Regions from separate parts of the Sus scrofa genome. Here all the other regions are linked to region 1. A link is a contact called in public promoter capture Hi-C data. All regions are on one chromosome and are shown on one strand. Each heading gives the region's core, a stretch centred on a gene start, on an enhancer-like site or on the middle of the called end of the contact. The rest is flanking DNA. Distances are from core to core; before and after follow the strand shown.

Evidence for each region. Promoter capture Hi-C pulls out the DNA fragments that hold promoters and counts their contacts.
Region 2: a contact with region 1 is called in a promoter capture Hi-C map of liver, with 2.9 times the contacts expected there. The contact joins the promoter of TBC1D8 here to the promoter of PDCL3 in region 1. A contact is called at or near these places in 1 of 5 promoter capture datasets (liver) and 3 of 47 Hi-C or Micro-C datasets (alveolar macrophages, heart right ventricle and skeletal muscle).
Region 3: a contact with region 1 is called in a promoter capture Hi-C map of fetal liver, with 6 times the contacts expected there. The contact joins the promoter of CNOT11 here to the promoter of PDCL3 in region 1. A contact is called at or near these places in 2 of 5 promoter capture datasets (fetal liver and liver) and 4 of 47 Hi-C or Micro-C datasets (liver and skeletal muscle).

The regions. Positions count from the first base shown.
Region 1 is chr3:53,691,346-53,695,108 of Sscrofa11.1, forward strand. PDCL3 (phosducin-like protein 3) reads right to left here and starts at 1,689. Exons shown (of 6, transcript XM_003124899.6): 1 at 1,525-1,689. The coding sequence starts at 1,530.
Region 2 is chr3:53,146,656-53,150,733 of Sscrofa11.1, forward strand. It overlaps TBC1D8 (TBC1 domain family member 8), which reads left to right and starts at 2,404. Exons shown (of 20, transcript XM_021087166.1): 1 at 2,404-2,759. The coding sequence starts at 2,633.
Region 3 is chr3:53,079,954-53,083,481 of Sscrofa11.1, forward strand. It overlaps CNOT11 (CCR4-NOT transcription complex subunit 11), which reads right to left and starts at 1,362. Exons shown (of 7, transcript XM_003124884.6): 1 at 770-1,362. The coding sequence starts at 1,289.

The DNA.
Region 1 (3,763 bases), core at 439-2,938:
CAGATGCAGAAACATCGTGCATCTCAAAGTCCGGACTGGCTGTAGGAGAATCAGAGGGAAGGGAGCCTGACTGAATCTTAGCGGCCAAACCTGAGAGGAAGATCTGAGACCCCGTGGAAGAGCTCACAATGGCTAAAGCTTATTGAGTTCTAAGCCCTGGGCCTCTTTGAAGCCCTTTACCTGTATCTACCTAGTTAATCCTCACAAGCTTCAGAGAACCATGGCCTTTGGGAAGACACTGCCAGACTGGAACAAGTCGAATTTACCAGGATCAAAGGTCAGAAACGTCAATGTCAAAGTGGGTGCTCAGCTCCACAACCCAGCTGCCCAAACTCTGGTTTGCATGGGGGGGGGGGGGCAGGAGCCCGGCTTATGGACCTGGTCTGGAATGCAAAACCCAGGAGTTCTGTGCAAAGGGCACCGGCATAACCAGGCTCCAGCCCCAGCTCCTTCTCCTGGGTCTTGCTGAGATATATCAAAAGAAAAACAAACAGAATCCTTTCAAAGGGCGGTCAGGGAAGGCCTCTAAAGAAGTGAAACTTTTAAGCAGGGACCTGAAGGACAGGGAACAAAAAGCAGGCCAGAGAAGCCATGGAGCTTCCTTTCCACCATCTCTGAGTGTCAGGCTGGTAGCAGAGACACTGTTTTTGGAGATGATCACCCCCTTCAGCCCCCAGCCAAATCCATACTAACGCCACTGCCTTTCAGCCACTGAGTAAGGGGTGAGTTCATCAGAATCCATGACCACAGCGAGATCTGGGAGGCAGGAGAATGACCTTTGGAGGAGGGTCTTTCAAAAGTGACAAAATTCAGTTGTCAGACTTTCTCATAAGAGCATCCATGTCCATGGTGTCTTTTTTTTTTTTTTCATTTTCCTTGGGTTTTAGTCAAATTCCACTAGCAAATTCTTCATACCATAAAAGAACAACACCCCAACCCGGGGGATTTGGTTCTATACATTCTTGACGGAAAGTAACTGGGTAGTGGAACCCTCGGGCTGAGCTCTGGAAGCCCCCGGTCCAAAAGGAGCGCACCAGAACCTGGACACCAATGCTGCGGGGAGAGGGTGAAAGCACCCTTCACCCAGCCCTAGATGTACTCAGGAACACGGGTCCCGCCACTGTTACATTTTCGGACTCCCAGGCGGGACCCCTCCAAGGTTCAGCTTCTATCCGCGCAAGGAGTCCTAACACACCTTCCCAGGTGCTGAGATAGGTAACACGGAGGACGTAACTCCGCCAGGTGGTACCCCGGGTGTCTTTCACAGGCCCCAGGTGACCTCAAGGAAAGGCAGCCCCGCAAACGAGATTTGGGGGTGGGACAGACGGGGTGGGGACCCGCGGGACCACGCCCGCCCATCCCACACTGCGCCTGCGCGGGTCTCGTCTCGCGTGGCCTCCCCAGGCCGCGGCGCCCGGTGCTTCCCACAGGCCCAGCCCGGAGAGCCCGCCTCCAGCAGACCCAGCGGGGCCAACGAGTGGCCGTAACCCCCAAACGTCGCCCCCGACCCACCGGCTAACTCACCTGCATCGTCTCAGCTCGCTCAAGCCCTGCCGGCCTCGGCGCCCCCGCCCCTCAGCTCTCTTCCGCGCACGCGCGCAGCCGCCGGCTGGGCCTTCACCCCGCCCCGCAGGAGCCACCGGGGCGGAGCCAGGGAGGAAGAACGCTCTCCTCTGAGCCTGCGCCCGCTCCTCAAGAAACGGGCGCAGAAACTGTGCGCATGTGCGAGGCAGGACACTCCTACTGTCTGCCTCCGAGTACCGGATCCAGTTCCCCGCGCTGCCTTATTAGGGCAGGTCTTCGGCCCCCGAACGGCTGGGTCAGGTGGGGAGATACCCGGTGTGGAGGCGGTTTCTCTGGCTGCGGACCAGATCGGATGGGAGGTCTTGGCCCAGGAACACAAATAGAAATGCGTTTCAGTGATCCAGTATTACATTAACAATAATGCTGGGTTGCCTGGAATTCGTTCACTATCCTTTTAGCGACGACGTTGAGAGCGGATTATATACCAGGCACTATGCTAGGCTCTGTCCATACAGCAGTGCTCACAACAGACAAAAACGGAAAGGCGAAAGTACTTTCACCTGGTTGAGCCCACGCGATCCCTATTTGCAAAAGTGCTTAGCCCTTTCAGGACTGCACAGGAGGCGCTGAGTAGAAATCTGCGCTCTGAGTTGTAAAATACAGGTGCTGGGCCCCAGGCTTCTGTGCATGCAGCACTCTGAATTTGAGTTAAAAAAGCCATACCCCTCGTTGGACACTTAGGGCTGGGTGGCAAAGCGATTTCCCTCCCTGGACACCTGATCTAAGTGGTCGCCTTCTGTCAAGGAAGCAGACACAGATAACATCTGTAGGCTAGTATAGGACGCTAAGCTTTGGCTTCATTAGAACCGCCTGGGAATCTTTTAAAACTGCAGCTACCCTGGGGCTCCATCCCCAAATTAAATCTCTAGTGATGGGACCTGGAACTGATAGGGCCTTAAATATCTCAGGTGTTGCTAATATACACAACCATTGGTATAAAGTGAATCAAATAATTCCTTGAAGGCAAGGAGCTCTGATTTAATCATTTAAAGGATTCTCAATATTACCTAACTCCTTTCTACAAAATTATAGGTCTTCTTAAACATTTGTTTATTCATTTAATTTATCTGGCAGCAAACTGTGAATGAATTTTCCTGGTCTCACCAGAAAAGTCAGGATCAGGCTAGCTTGGAGTGGGTTTGGCCCAGTGCTCATCCACTGGACTAGAGTGGACATGCCTCATTCCAGCCTTAGCTATTTTGGGAGGCCAACACTCATCTCCACCACAGGCTCCCTCTCTCCAGAGGAGATTAACAAGTCAGATGCTCAAAGTCTACTGACTTCTCTGCATAGAAAGGTGAAAGCTGCCTCTCTCACTTTCCTCAAAGATTCCTTCCTCCTGTGCTCCAGTTCCCAGTCCCTCCCACCTCCCCAGAACTTCTGTCACTCATTCCATCACTCTTGGCTCTGGAGAGAATAATTAGGGCTTGGGAAAAAAATTAGAGCTGTAAGAATGGGAAAAGAAAAGAAATTGGGAAAAAAAGATTTCTATTTGTGGATGATATGATAGCATACACAGAAAACCTTGGGAGAATCAACTTTTTTTTTTTTTTTTTTTTAACTTGATTTTTAGGGCCGCACCCAGGGCATATGGAAGTTCCCAGGCTAGGGGTAAAATCAGAGCTACAGATGCCAGCCTACACCACAGCCACGGCAACTAAGGATCCAGGCTGCATCTGCATGCAACCTACACCACAGCTCATGGCAACACCAGATCCCCAACCACTGAGCGAGGCCAGGGGTCGAACCCACATTCTCATGGATACCAGTTGGATTAGTTTCTGCTGCACCATGATGGGAACTCCCAGAATCAACTTTTAAAATCTTACTAACAATTTGAGAATTTGGTACAGAAGCAGGACATAAAATTCAACATAAAAAAATGGCGTTAGTCTATTATTTACAGGAACAAACTAGAAAACATAATGAACCCTAATTCCAATAACAGAAAAGAAAGACTTAGGCATAAACTCAAGAAGTACACAAAAACCTACATGAGGATTATAAAAAATTCCCAGACATAACAAAAGTAGACTTGAACAAATGGGAAGAAATCCCTCATTTGAGGATAGGATGACTCAACATCACAGACATGTCAACTTTCTTCAAGTTAATGTGTAAAATTTAACACAATCTTATTTTAAAAACCTAACAAATTATTTTCTGAGGCTAGACAGTT
Region 2 (4,078 bases), core at 1,154-3,653, 540 kb before region 1:
AGCCCATGGCGCTGGACCAAGGATTCAACCCTCCTCTTCGCAGTGACTAGAGCTGCAGTTGGATTCTTAACCCTCTGTGCCACCAACATTCCCATTTTATAAGGACACCAGTGAAGACCTCATCGTAACTTCCTTATATCTGCAACATCCCTTTTTCCAAATAAGGTCACATTCTGAGGTATTAGGGGTCAGGACTTTAACATATGACTGTAGGGGACTTAATTCAACCGCTAACACCAACCATGAACACCCAGAGATGAGTGACGGGGGACGCTGCTACCATCTGTGCTGGATATTCTCCAGTGGCCCTTCTAGGGCCCTTCTCCAACCTTCTCCACCTTGCTCTGTGCCCAGGAGCCTGATCTCTGGCAAAGGCATCCCCTGGGCTCTCTTGCTTGCCTCTGGCTTTTACATGACTTGGTTCACAGGAGGCCTCGGAGGCACCTCAGGGGTGGAAAGATAGAGCTGACAGGGCATAGTACCCCAAAGGATCCTTCCCAGGCCCTCCCAGCTGCTTTCATAAATCGCTTGCCCTAATTTAATACCATACAGTCTATGTTTACTATTTGGCGGATGATCAGAGCTTAATGATGTTTAAAATATGGGTGAGTGTGCATGGGGACTGTTTCACTTCCAAGAACTTGTGTACATTTAGTTATAAGAGCTGACATTTATTGAGTGCTTGCGTGTGTTCTAAGGACTTGAATATCTTATAGGCTGGAGAGCACCTATAAAGGAGCTGCCATGATGATCCCGATTTTACAGCCGACTGGACTGGGGCTCCCTGAGTAACCTATCTTGCCCGAGGTCAAGGTTGTGCAGTGAACCAGTGGCAGGAACGGGGTTTGATCTAGGACAGTCTTTCTCCAGAGGTGTGCCCTCAACCACAAGGGCATATGGGTTGATCTGCTCACCGGACCTGCCGTTCCCACTTGACCCTGTGGCAAACATATTTGTTTTCCCAGCCCCAGTCAAACCACAGCTGCCCTGTGGGGCTTTGTCAATCCCCAGTGCGAGGGAACTGCGCCTTCATTCTGTGCATCCTGCTGTCCCCAGCATGACTCCCATGACACTTTGGGCCTGGTCTCTTGCTTGTGAGTCCTTTAGGACAGGGCCCATGTTCAGTCCCCTTCTCTCGGCAATTCCAGGGCCTGCAGAGAGTGGGGGGAGGGGCAGTTTCCAGCAACCATTTCTGGAAGGAATATTTTTCAGCCACCCCTGCCCACTCTCTGTACCCCTTGGGGCACCCACATCTCCCTGAGAACAGATGACTTCCTTTCTCAGTTGTGCCTCAAGGCTGTAGCTCTGGACCACACATGCCTCTGCCCCCTGGGTGGGCTGTCCTGTTCCTCCTGGGTACAGGATCTTACCTGGCTTCTTACCTGTCAGGTCAGGGCTAGGTTTCTGAGCTGATCCCTCTGATCGTCTGCAAACAAGTTCCTTGGCTTCCATTGAAGAGCTTCTGCTCAGTTCCCGGGAGGCTGGTGGGAGCTTTACTTTGCTTCCACTTTTCAGTTTTGTCCCAATTAATAGTCATGTTTTGTCCGGGGTCCTTTTGTTGAAACCCTACCGTCAGGTGGATGGAGTTTCTTTTTTTCTCTTCCTAGGATGTTGGATTTAATTGAGGAGACTGCTCATGGAGATCCCCAGCCCGTTCAGGCCAGCAGCCAAGTCAGGTCCACCACACTTTGAAGAAATATCTCATTTTTGAAACTCTGCCTCCACAATCCCTATAGTTTTTACTATCATCTCCTCCATACTTCCCAGCTTTTCACGTCTCTGGGAACCAATGTGACTGGTTTCATTCCTGGGTAGGGGATCCTCAGGAGGGGCCCTAAAATCAGCATCTTCTGTGTGCAGGATGGGTGTCCACGTCTAGTGCTGAGTTTGGTCTGACACTCGCCTCAGGGTCCCACAACATCGCTGCCTCTTCGGCAGCTTCGTGGGATCCCTCGTGGGAGCAAAGAAAACGTATGCTCAGCACTTAAAAAAAAAAAAAAAAAAGGCAAATAATTGTTTTTAATTTTGAATGCTATCTGTCGATTATTTATAGAAATATTTCTTGTTATTTTAAATGCTGTGTTATTCCACACACACCTCGGTTTCCTGGCACGCATTCTGTCCCCCCAAAGATAAATTCCCTAGGCTGGAAACCTGGAGCTGCGACAAGATGTCTTTTTCCCCATCACCTCCTCCTCCAGCTCTCCGGGCTGTGACCTCGCAGGGACGGAGGAGGGGAGAGGGGCCTTGGCGCCCTCAGCGAGAGAGGCGGGGAGCCTGGCCGCCGGGACTGGACTTCCTCCCTCCACTCCGGAACTGCGCGGGAGCCGCCGGGATTCGGAAACCGGGCGGCGCCACCGGAGCCGGCGGGGTGGACGCTGGGCGACTGGTGGGCGTGGCCCGGTGCCCGGTGGGCGGTTCCGTGGGCGGGGCCCGGGCGGGCCAGGGGCGGGACCGACGCGCGGGCTGCGCGGGCTGCAAGGGGCGAGCTGCGCCTACAGCGCTCCCGGGACTCCCGAGCGCAGGGCGCCGGTTGGTCGCACTCTCGCCTTGCCGACTCCTCCCGATCGGGCTCGGCCCGGCGACCGGGGCGATGTGAGCCGGGGCCCGCGGGCGCGGCCGGACCGCTGCGATGTGGCTCAAGCCCGAGGAGGTGCTGCTGAAGAACGCCCTGAAGCTCTGGGTGACTCAGAAGAGCAGCTGCTACTTCATCCTCCAGCGGCGCCGCGGGCATGGCGAGGGGGGCGGCCGGCTCACGGGTAAGGGGCGCGCGAAGCTGGCGGGCAGGCAGGCGCAGCGGCCGGGCCCGGACCTCGCTCCCTGCTGGGCCCACGGCCCCAGCTCGGGGCTGCAGCGCAGTTGGGGGTTTCGTTGGAGACGCCGGGCCGGCCCGGCCCTACCTCGGGCTTGTTTTCCTTTCTCCTGCATTTCTCCAGCAAGTCCCGGTCGGGGTGGTGGCAGAAGGGACTTGCGGGCTCGTGCATTTTCCCGGGCGAGGCAGGTGCCTCCGCTGCCTGGCCCGGTGACCGCCCGGAGGCCAGGCTTGGCTCGGGAATCCGAGGAGAGATGCCGGCTGGAGCGAGGGCCGCCCCGGGGGGAGCGGGGCCGCGGGGCCGGGCCAGGTGACAGCGGGTCCGGCCCGCCCTGGCCATCTGGACGTGCCCGAGGCTCCAGGTGGTGTCGCCGCTGGGGACACGGCCAGCCCACGGCGGGGCGCAGCTCGAGAGGCCCTGGCTCCGGGAACCCTCTCACGCCCAGAGGAGAAACCCAAGTGGTGCGAATCCCGAGCTCCTGAACTTAGCAAAACTCGGCAGGTCAGTTTCCTGTCCTCGCCCTACCCTCATCTCTTTCCTTTCTTCCTAGGAGAAAGGATAGGGGGGAAAAAAAAATTCAGGCTCGTAAAATTTATGGAAAACAGCATTTCCTCGCCACTCCCTATAAGTTTTGGTCCAAAACTCTTTGAAAATCAAGGGTTTGGACAGCTTGTGTTAGCAGGGACACCTGTTTTAACAGGCCAGTAGAGGAATACTAGCTTTTTCCAGTAGTATCTTGGGAACCTGTGTGGACTTTTCAAATTTTGGAATCTGAAATAAAACGGACCTTAGATCTTCCCACCACGTGCCTCCTTCTACCAGGAGGAGACCATGGCTAGGGAGAGAGTGGCCAAGGGGCCGAGCTGGGGTTGGTGACTGCTCTCTCCTTATTCTGTGGCCGGCCCTCCAGGAGTAAAGTCTACCGGGAAATGCAGTTAATAAATAAGTCCTGAAAGGACAGAACCAAGTGCGAGGGGAATTTCCCATCCCGCACTATAGACTTTAAGGAGGGCAGATGTCACAGAGCCTCAAGGATTCAGGCAAGAGTTGGCAGGATTTCTGGATGGAAAGGGTGGTGGGGTGACCTGTGGTGGTGGTTATCAGTGGGGACAGGTGTGCGGCAGAGAGCTATTTTAGACTCTGAGTGGGGGAGTTAGTGTAGGAGGCAGGAGGTCCTATGACCTTGGTGCCCCTGAGCCACACAGTGACATTTTAGTGCCCAGGCTCTTGGAACGTGGAGGTTGGGGGAGCCCCGTGGGGCCCGT
Region 3 (3,528 bases), core at 112-2,611, 610 kb before region 1:
GGAGTGATCTGCCTGTCTTACCACCGCTGAAGGACCCTACCATCAAGCTGCTTCCCACCTCTCTACCTGCCTCACCCCCTACACTGGTCCTTGACTAAGTCTTCCAGGTACCCTCACCACCATCTCTTCTGGGCCTTTCCCCTCGCCCGGTTTAGGTCTTCTCCCAAATTCAAGTCTCATAAAGCATCTCTGGAGTTTTTTTTTTTTTTTTAAAAAGGCAGCCTCCTATCAAACCCACCGATCTTCACGGAAGTTGACCGAGCATAACTTTCACATCATGTCCAACAGCCTTGGGTTTTCTAACCTAGGCCGTGAATTTGAGACTTTCTCTCCTCCGCCCCCATCGCATTACCCAAAGACCTAACAGCAAGAAGAAGGTGGCTGTGATGTCCTTAAACGCTGTTAAATGTGTTTCCGCTCAACTTCCTCAGGTTCTGAATGACTCCTAATTGACTCGTCTGAGACTAAAAGCCGGGGGCAGATCCAGTGTGTCATTACTTACAACTTCACACACCTCCGACGGGCTTGACGAGAACAAATTTTATCTGAGGCGCTAAACCATCAAGCCCCATATTACGCTGCGTGATTGGACCACCTGCATTGTTGGGAGGGATAATTTTCGGCGCCATGAAGCTGTTACTTCTTCATACTTGGTGGAAGGGGTGGGGGGTAGGGAATCTCAAAAGGCAACAATCAGTTTCAAGTGCGGGTGAAGGCCGAGAAGCTGCCAATCTCACCCTCGGCGACGCACACCTGGCCCCGGGCGTACCTGAGAGCGGCGGCCGGTCGGGTTCCTGGCCGCCGCGGGCGGGCGGCGCGGGGTTGAGCAGATGCGCGAAGCTGGCGGCGAAGGGGTTGGCGGCGAGCGGTTCGGTGCGGTACATCTCCCAGAGCAAATAGAGCGCCGTGAGGCGCTGCGCCGCGCTGGGCAGCAGGTCTGGCTGCTGCAGCAGCATGACCAGCACCGAGCCCAGGCGGAAGTGGTCGGCCTTGCTGAAGTAGTGGTGGAATGCGGTAGACAGGCCCTCGAAGGTGCTGCCGCCGCCCGCCTCCTCCGAGATAATGCTCAGCAGGCTCGAGAGTTCCTTCGGGGTCAGGCTCATCCTGCCCGCAGGGCCCCCCGGGCCTCCACTCCCCGGCCCGGGGACGCCCGCTCCGCCTCTGCCGCTGCCGGAGCCGGAGACCCCCGGGCCGCACCTGGACGCCGACCCCGCCCCTTCCCGGGTCCCTCTTTGCTCTGCGGCGGTGAAAAGCCGGCCAGACGCCGCGCTCGCCCCGCCGCCGGGCATCAACCTCACCCGCCCGCCCTGCTCCCCGGCCAGAGTGGCCCTGGCGCCGGCTCGCTCCGTCCCTGCGGCCGTAAAGCGCGCTGTTGCACGACAGCGTCGCAAACAAAACACACCGAGAAACCAGCCGGCCGCGGAAAGGGCAGCGCGGAGCCAGAGCGAGGCTGCTGGTGCCGGGCCAGGGAGAAGATCCCCAGACGCTGGGTGGGCGGGGCAAAGCGCCGGAAATGGGGGCGGGGCCTGAGGGAGGGGCCCGGCCGGGTCTCGCGCTGTGGGAGTCAAGCGGTGCCATAGCCCCCCCGCTGCGGCATAGTCTGCCTGTCCTCCTTCAAGAGTTCAGCCCCCAGGACCCCCCTGGGCAGTGCGGGAACGAACGGTCTCAATAAAGGACGGTGTTATTTGTTTGGAAAAATGCATGTTAGAATATGAAATCTTTTTTAATATAACACACATGGATGGTCATGCTAAAACTTTAAGTGCAGATAAGGATAACATGTTTCTCATAAGCAAAGTTAATTTTTAGACTTACACTCCTTTTTAAAGAAATGGAATCATACTGCACATGTACATGGCTATTTTAACAAGATCTCTGGAAACTTAACAATAAACATTTATATACAAAATTGTTGTGCAACTTTTTCTTTGGCTGCGCTGTGGCAAACAAAAATTCCCAAGCCAGGAACCAAACCTACTCCACGCCTGATCCTTAACCCACTGCACCGCGAGGGAACTCCTGCTTTGCAACTTCTTACCTAGTCTGCCCTAGGTCGCTCATTCTGGGCCTTAGCTGTGCACTGGAAGTTTCCAGGAATCCTTTACAAATCCTGGCCCTAATGGCCAGGTATGAACAAACAAAAAGCAAAAACAGAGGTCCTGTCCTGGCTCAGGGGAAACGAATCTGACTAGCATCCATTAGGATGCTGGTTCAATCCCTGGCCTCGATCCTTAATCCCTGGGTTAAGGATCCAGGGTTGCCGTGAGCTGTGGTGTAGGTCACAAATGTGGCTCGGATCTGATGTTGCTGTGGCCGTGGCATAGGCCAGCAGCTACAGCTCGGATTCGACCCCTAGCCTGGGAACCTACATACGCCACAGGTGCAGCCCTAGTAAAATTTTTAAAAAGCAAAAACATCTGCCCAGGTGACTAGTGTGCACTCCAGGCTGGGACCCACCAAGTGGCTGGTCCCAGACTTGCAAGGTTCCTCCCTAGACCTACAAAACCCTACAAGGATTTCAACTAGCAATTCCCACCAGGCCAGTTGCAGAAATCCAGTCTATGCTGAAAAAAATGATAGCAGCTCAGTGTTGTGGCGCAGCGGAAACAAATTCTACTAGGAACCATGAGGTTGCGTATTCCATCCCTGGCTTCCCTCAGGGGTTAAGGATCCAGTGTTTCTGTGAGCTGTGGTGTAGGTCACAGACGAAGTTCAGCTCCCACGTTGCTGTGGCTGTGGCTGTGGCTGTGGTGTAGGCCAGCAGCTGCAGCTCTGATTTGACCCCTTGCCTGGGAACCTCCATATGCCGCGGGTGTGGCCCTAAAAAGACAAAAAAAAAAAAAGTTACCTAGTTGAGCGCCACCTTAATTTGAAAGTAAAATTGAATAAAGAGAAATTGCTAGGCCATCAAAATGCATATTCCAAAGACTTCTTCAATTTACTGTTAGATCTCCCCCTGGAAAAGCCCTGCCAATTAACTAACAGCACCAGATTTAACTTGCTAATGCTTGGATTCTTGGGAAACTGATTCAAATTATCGTGAAAATACTATCATTTTTTTTATTATAGTAAATAAATTTTATTGTGTTTGAGCCATCTAAAATTGTGAGGTTAGGGAGCGCCCTTGTGATGCAGTGGGTTAGTAATGCTACTGAAGTAGCTCCCACCATGGCTCAGTGGGTTAAGGACCTGACATTGTTTCTGTGAGGATGCAGGTTCGATCCCCCAACCCATTCAGTGGGTTAAGGATCTGGCATTGCCGTAAGCTGCAGTGTAGGTTTCAGATGCAGCTCAGATCCAATCTTGCTGTGGCTGAAGTTCCAATTTGACCCCTGGCCCAAGAACCTCCATATGCTGCAGGTACAGCCATTAAAAAAAAAAAAAAAAATTAGACTGCAGCAGCTCAGGTTGCTGTGGAGGTGTGGGTTCGATACTTCGCCCAGTGAAGTGGGCTAAAGGATTCAGCGTTGCTGCAGCTGTGGCTTGGATTCAAACCCTGGACAGGGAACTTCCATATGCCACGAATGT